Linked DNA regions of Pan troglodytes: region 2 is linked to region 1. The links are chromatin contacts, called in public HiChIP or PLAC-seq maps. All regions are on one chromosome and are shown on one strand. The core of a region is the stretch at or near the end of the contact, and the rest is flanking DNA. Distances in the headings are between cores, read along the strand shown.

The links. HiChIP or PLAC-seq counts read pairs in DNA pulled down with a chosen protein or histone mark.
Region 2: an H3K4me3 HiChIP or PLAC-seq map of stem cell-derived excitatory neurons shows a contact between it and region 1, with 5 times the contacts expected there. The contact joins the promoter of SLC38A6 here to the promoter of SIX4 in region 1. A contact is called at or near these places in 1 of 7 Hi-C or Micro-C datasets (stem cell-derived neural progenitor cells) and 1 of 1 datasets of contacts at active chromatin or transcription factors (stem cell-derived excitatory neurons).

The regions. Positions count from the first base shown.
Region 1 is chr15:58,724,596-58,727,295 of NHGRI_mPanTro3-v2.0_pri, forward strand. It overlaps SIX4 (SIX homeobox 4), which reads right to left and starts at 1,272. Exons shown (of 4, transcript XM_016926174.4): 1 at 1,167-1,272; 2 at 123-958. The coding sequence starts at 1,169.
Region 2 is chr15:58,980,248-58,982,947 of NHGRI_mPanTro3-v2.0_pri, forward strand. It overlaps SLC38A6 (solute carrier family 38 member 6), which reads left to right and starts at 1,298. Exons shown (of 17, transcript XM_054666633.2): 1 at 1,298-1,430; 2 at 2,556-2,686. The coding sequence starts at 1,326. It overlaps TRMT5 (tRNA methyltransferase 5), which reads right to left and starts at 1,069. Exons shown (of 5, transcript NM_001279905.1): 1 at 872-1,069.

The sequences.
Region 1 (2,700 bases), core at 22-2,521:
TGGGCAGCCGGACCAGGCTGGTGGGGAAGGTAAGCGCCATGTTTGCGAGCACTTGGAGGAAAAGAAAGCCGGGAAGGGGGTGGGGGAGAGGAAGGGGGAGGAGGAGGAAAGTTGGCGCTCACCTTTTGGACTGGGTCTCGGAGGGGTTCCTGTCGCGCTGCCGGCGGTTCTTGAACCAGTTGCTGACCTGAGTGAGGGAGAGGCCGGTGATCTTGGCCAGGTGCCGCTTCTCGGCGGGCGAAGGGTAGCGATTCTGCTTGTAGAGCTCCTTGAGCGCGTTGCGCGACTTCTCCTTGAAACAATACACCGTCTCCTCGCCGTCCCAGATGGTGCGGGGCAGGGGGAATTTCCTGCGCAGCCGGTACTTGTCTACGGCTCCCAGCGGCCGGCCGCGGGCTCGCTCGGCCTCGGTGTAGCGCGCCTTGTACCAGAGCTGCTGCAGCAGAGGGTGGTTGGCCGACTCGAAGCTGTGGCTCTCGAGGATGCTGTAGAGCTCGGGGTAGATGCCCTGGTGGAAGGCCACGAGCGCCCGCGCCTTCAGCAGGCTCTCGTTGCCACGTAGCAGGTCGCTCTGGGGCAGGGACCACAGGAACCGGGCCAGGCGGTCCAGGTTGCCCCCCTGCTGCAGTGCCTCGCACACGCAGGCGACGTGGTCGGGCGAGAAGGCCAGCGGGGTCTGCGCGGCGGCGGCGGCGGCGTGGTGGTGCCTGCCCAGAAGTTCCGAGTGGAGTTGTACCTGATCCGCCGCCGCTCCGGCCGCCGCCGCCGCCACTGCCCCTTCCTCTCCGCTCACCCTGGCGGCAGCGGTCGCGGCGTCCCCCGGCTCCAGGGGAAAAGGGGCTGGAGCCGGGGGGCTCAGCCCTACCGCCGCGCCCCCCGCCACTTCTCGGTGCGCCTCCTGCCCTTCCGAGGCGCTTTCCATCCCATTCTCCTGCTTGATGTCCGCCGCACTTGCGATCTGCCCGGTGGGGGAGGAAGAGGACATTTTTTGTTGTTTATTTTCCTCCCTCCCTCACTCCCTCGCACTCTTTTCCTCTTTCTTTCCTCCTCTCTTACTCCTCCTCCTTCGTCTCCCTCCCTCCTCTCCCCCTCCGGAAAGCCCACTCCCTCCCTCCTGGTTTCGGCTGGATCTGGCCGATCAGGTTTCCCCCCGGCCACGCAGTCACCATTAAGATAGCTGCTAGAGCAAAGTAGTGTAAACGGATAGCTGCTTTCTGCCGTTCCCCCAACGTGACTCCTCCGGTTGCTGCATACTATATGGCAGTGGCGGCCGGCCCGGCCCGGCCGAGCCACCTCATTGGCTATTTCGCATTCAGAGGGAGGAGGAGACACAGTTTCTATCCCTGTCGATCACCCACCTCCCACTCCACCCCTCGCCTTTCCCTCCCCTCCTGACCCCCAGGCACCTATACCTGAAGGAAAACACCGACATTCTTTCCAAGCCACGCTCCTGGGCGGGAAATTACCTAATGTGGCCTGAAAACTGGACAACTCTTTCAAACAGAGGCCCTACGATTCCAGAGGGAATATTAATTGTGTGGCCTTAAGGTCTGGATGGTTAAATTTTTAACAAAGAGACCACCCTCAGCATCTAGATGACAAAACTTCAAAGGACAATTCAGAAGCCCCCCAGTATCTCCCTGTTCCCCATTCTCCCTCTTTTTGGATGTCTTTATCAAGGATTTTGTATTCAAAACAGTCAAAAATAAAATGACACTAGGAAATGTTCTAAGGGGCAAGCATTTAGAGTAAATTAAAATTCCAAAGGGGGAAAAATGCTTGAAAACCTTATAATTAGCAGCATACATAGCCCACTGAGAAGACAAAAACAAGAAGCCTTCAAAAAATGTACTTAACCTTAAGCCACGTGGAGGGCTGGCAACCCAACTGAGTTGAACATGGTATAATTAAACATGTAGAATATTAAACCATAAGTTTATCCTGGATGAGTCGTGTGGAAGAGATCTAAGCTTTAAATATGGAAATTTAAGTTTTCTACATGAACTTTTTAATGTAAGTATATGAGTATTTCTTTTTTAAAGATGATAGGCTAGAAACACTGAATGTGCGGGTGTCATCCAGATCAGTGCAGGATCAGAAGCCCTTTTCCACAGCATAGACAGATTGCCCGCTGGTTTGATGCTGAAGTGGGGGTAGAGTCTTTTGTTGTTTGCAGTTGTGTCTCTTTCCTTTGTAATTTGCACAAGATCTTAATTCCAAAAGGGATAATCCATTTCTGCTTCTTTGATTACTGTAGGTCAGTTGGGTTTGCCTGCTGCTGCTCTTTCTCAGAATTCAACTTTTTTTCCCCCCGAGATGGAGTCTCGCTCTGTCGCCCAGGCTGGAGTGCAGTGGCGCGATCTCGGCTCACTGCAAGCTCCGCCTCCTGGGTTCACGCCATTCTCCTGCCTCAGCCTCCCGAGTAGCTGGGACTACAGGCGCCCGCCACCACGCACAGCTAATTTTTTTTTTTTTTTTTGTATTTTTTAGAAGAGACGGGGTTTCACCACATTAGCCAGGATGGTCTCGATCTCCTGACCTCGTGATCCGTCCGCCTCGGCCTCTCAAAATTCAACATTTTAATGACATCATCCTAACCTTTACTTCAGGGTGGCCTTGTATTGTGTATGCTTCCCAGCTACTCATATCTGCCTACTTCAGCATATTACAAAGCAGCTGTCTAGGTCACCTGCCGTCATG
Region 2 (2,700 bases), core at 48-2,547, 260 kb after region 1:
CTCAAATAACCTGCTAAATGCTGACAAATAAAACGTTTAGTGATGTGTGGGAAGTATACTATCTTTTCCAGACTAGGATGACTTTTTCAGGAAGTCGTATTAGTGGTAGATAATAGTGGTATATATTAAATTTACACCTTCAACCCACCTGCTCCCAGTTCAGAGGGCTTAGTGATCCATTAGCCATACTCAATGATCCTCTTCACCCACAATTTTCTAGATAATACATTTGGGATTGGAAGACTGAAGTATGAGTTAAATGGTCATCTGTAAATGAAATAGTCATTATACATGACCATTACTAGTGGTGATATTTATTAGGATAGTCTCATGGGTGCTTATTGTGTCAGATACTGCGCTAAATGCTTTATGTACATTATGAATCTTGGGAGGTGTGCAGTATTGCACCCTCATTTTGTAAATAAGTAAACTAAAGCTCAGACGTAAGGTAACCCACCCAAAGTCTCCCAGCTGATAAGTGGCTAGGCATGGATTAAAACCTAGTTTTGACTGACTTCGGTGCTTGTGTTCTTAATATATTGCTCTGTTGTTTGTTTTCGATGCTTTACTGCCACATGTCCTGCCTTTAACTAGAGGCTTCTGTATTTTGAGGACGAGAGCTTTGCTGATTGTTATATGCATAGTATCAGTTATTCACTGTCTTCTAAAATACCAAAGAATTTACTTGTAAGGGGAAAGGGCCCTGTCCCAGAATCCTGTAAAGCAACGAAGTCTAACTTCACCGTCAGAGATCAAATCGGGTCTAGCAGCTGACCAGCTGGGTGACCCTGGATAAATTACTATAAGTCTCGGTTTTCCCACCAGTAAAATGTGGCGAAAGGCTTTTGAAACATTCCTTACTATCCAGTACCTCGAAACTAAGTTCAGCACCTAGGCGGGTGGGTGACCTCGCGATGTTTCTGTGCCCATGCAGCACATGGCAGAGAGCAGCCCTGGGCGGGCTGGTACCTCCCCTGGACCATTAGCCCCTAACGCGGCCGCCACCTCACCAAAGCACCATTCCAATTCCCCACGTCGCTCTGCAGCTGGATCCGCGAGCCGACCCCTCACCTCCCGCTCCGGTACCGATCGGATGTGGGTCGCGGGTGGATGGGCGGGTCTTCTATGACATCATCACTGTTCGTCGCGAAGAGGGCGCGCGTCATCAGATCACGTCGACTCGCTCCTCTCCTTCCAGGCCCTGGTGAAGTACGGAAAGCCGGAAGGGCCGGGCTCAAAGCTCCGCCTCTGGCGCGACCGACGACTGGAGCGCAGGGCAAGGGTAGAGGCTCGTAGATGGACCTGGTAGTCAGCTGGAGAGCAGCATGGAGGCGTCCTGGGGGAGCTTCAACGCTGAGCGGGGCTGGTATGTCTCTGTCCAGCAGCCTGAAGAAGCGGAGGCCGAAGAGTTGAGTCCGTTGCTAAGCAACGTAAGTGAGCTGTGTTCGCTTCCCCGCGCTGACGCCCTCCGGCTTCCCTCAAGTGCCTGCCAAATAAGACCCAGAAAAGGAGGACCGCACCGGGACAGGGGAGATGCTGGAGCCTGAACCCTGGGGGATGGGGTCTGAAGGCAGCCGCCGAGATTCAGATGAGATTGGCGCAGTTATGAACGTGATAGCAGCCTAGCATACTCTAGAAAGAAAAGATGAAAAGCGTCGGGTGGAAGAGATGCAGCGTTGAGTGGAAGCTGCGAACATGATGGGATGAGCGGCCATAGGATTATGTACTCACTGCTGTTAGTTAGTATTTTTGTCACCTTATTTTCTCCACCAGTCTCGTGAGGTCTTTGCAAGAGTCACAGGATTTTCCTCTTCCGACTTAGTCATGGGGGGAGGGAGAGTAATAAACATTTTAATACAGAAATTCTTAGCGGTAGAATGGAAGTGGCTTGCTAGTAAGTGCATAGCACGTTCCTGACCCTAAAGCCTGTGCAGTGGGCACTCCGCTTTTTAACTCGAGTCCTAGACACTGTTCCCAGGACTTTGTTCCCAGTGCTGTTTGTGGGGAGGGGGATGTTTTCAGGGATACTGCCAGAACAACGTGAATTGCTGCTGTTTATAATACTGTCATTGCAAGGTATTCCTGACCATCCTTCCAGTTTGGTAGAACTAATTCATTAGATATATAAGTAGAGATTAGTTGTGCAGTCCTAGTAATTGAGGAGAAACAACTGCCCACAGCAGTCCCAGGTTGACTCAGCAATTCTTTAGTAATCACATGAGCTGAGGCCTTATCCCTCCTCTCTCTCCCCACTCCATTCCCATCCTATCTTCATCTCTTGCAGTCACAAGGTTAGTCATGGCCCTTCCTGAACTCTACCTGTCTTGTGTACTGGTGGAAATCATTTTCCTAAGAAACCCTAGATTCCTGGAGCTGCAGTAGTGGGAGGTGGGAAGGAAAGGAAAGGAAATTAGTGTTGGTTAAGCAACGAGTGTGTCATACAAAGCCTGGTGGTTTGCAGCTTTTTTCCATAATCTTTCATTTATGGAATTTCTTCACGAAATTTTAACTTCACCGTCCAAACATTTAACACTACTAAATTTGTGTGCTTACAGGAACTTCACAGACAGCGATCCCCAGGTGTTTCATTTGGTTTATCAGTGTTTAATTTGATGAATGCCATCATGGGAAGTGGCATCCTTGGCTTAGCTTATGTTATGGCTAATACCGGTGTCTTTGGATTTAGGTGAGTCTTCATAT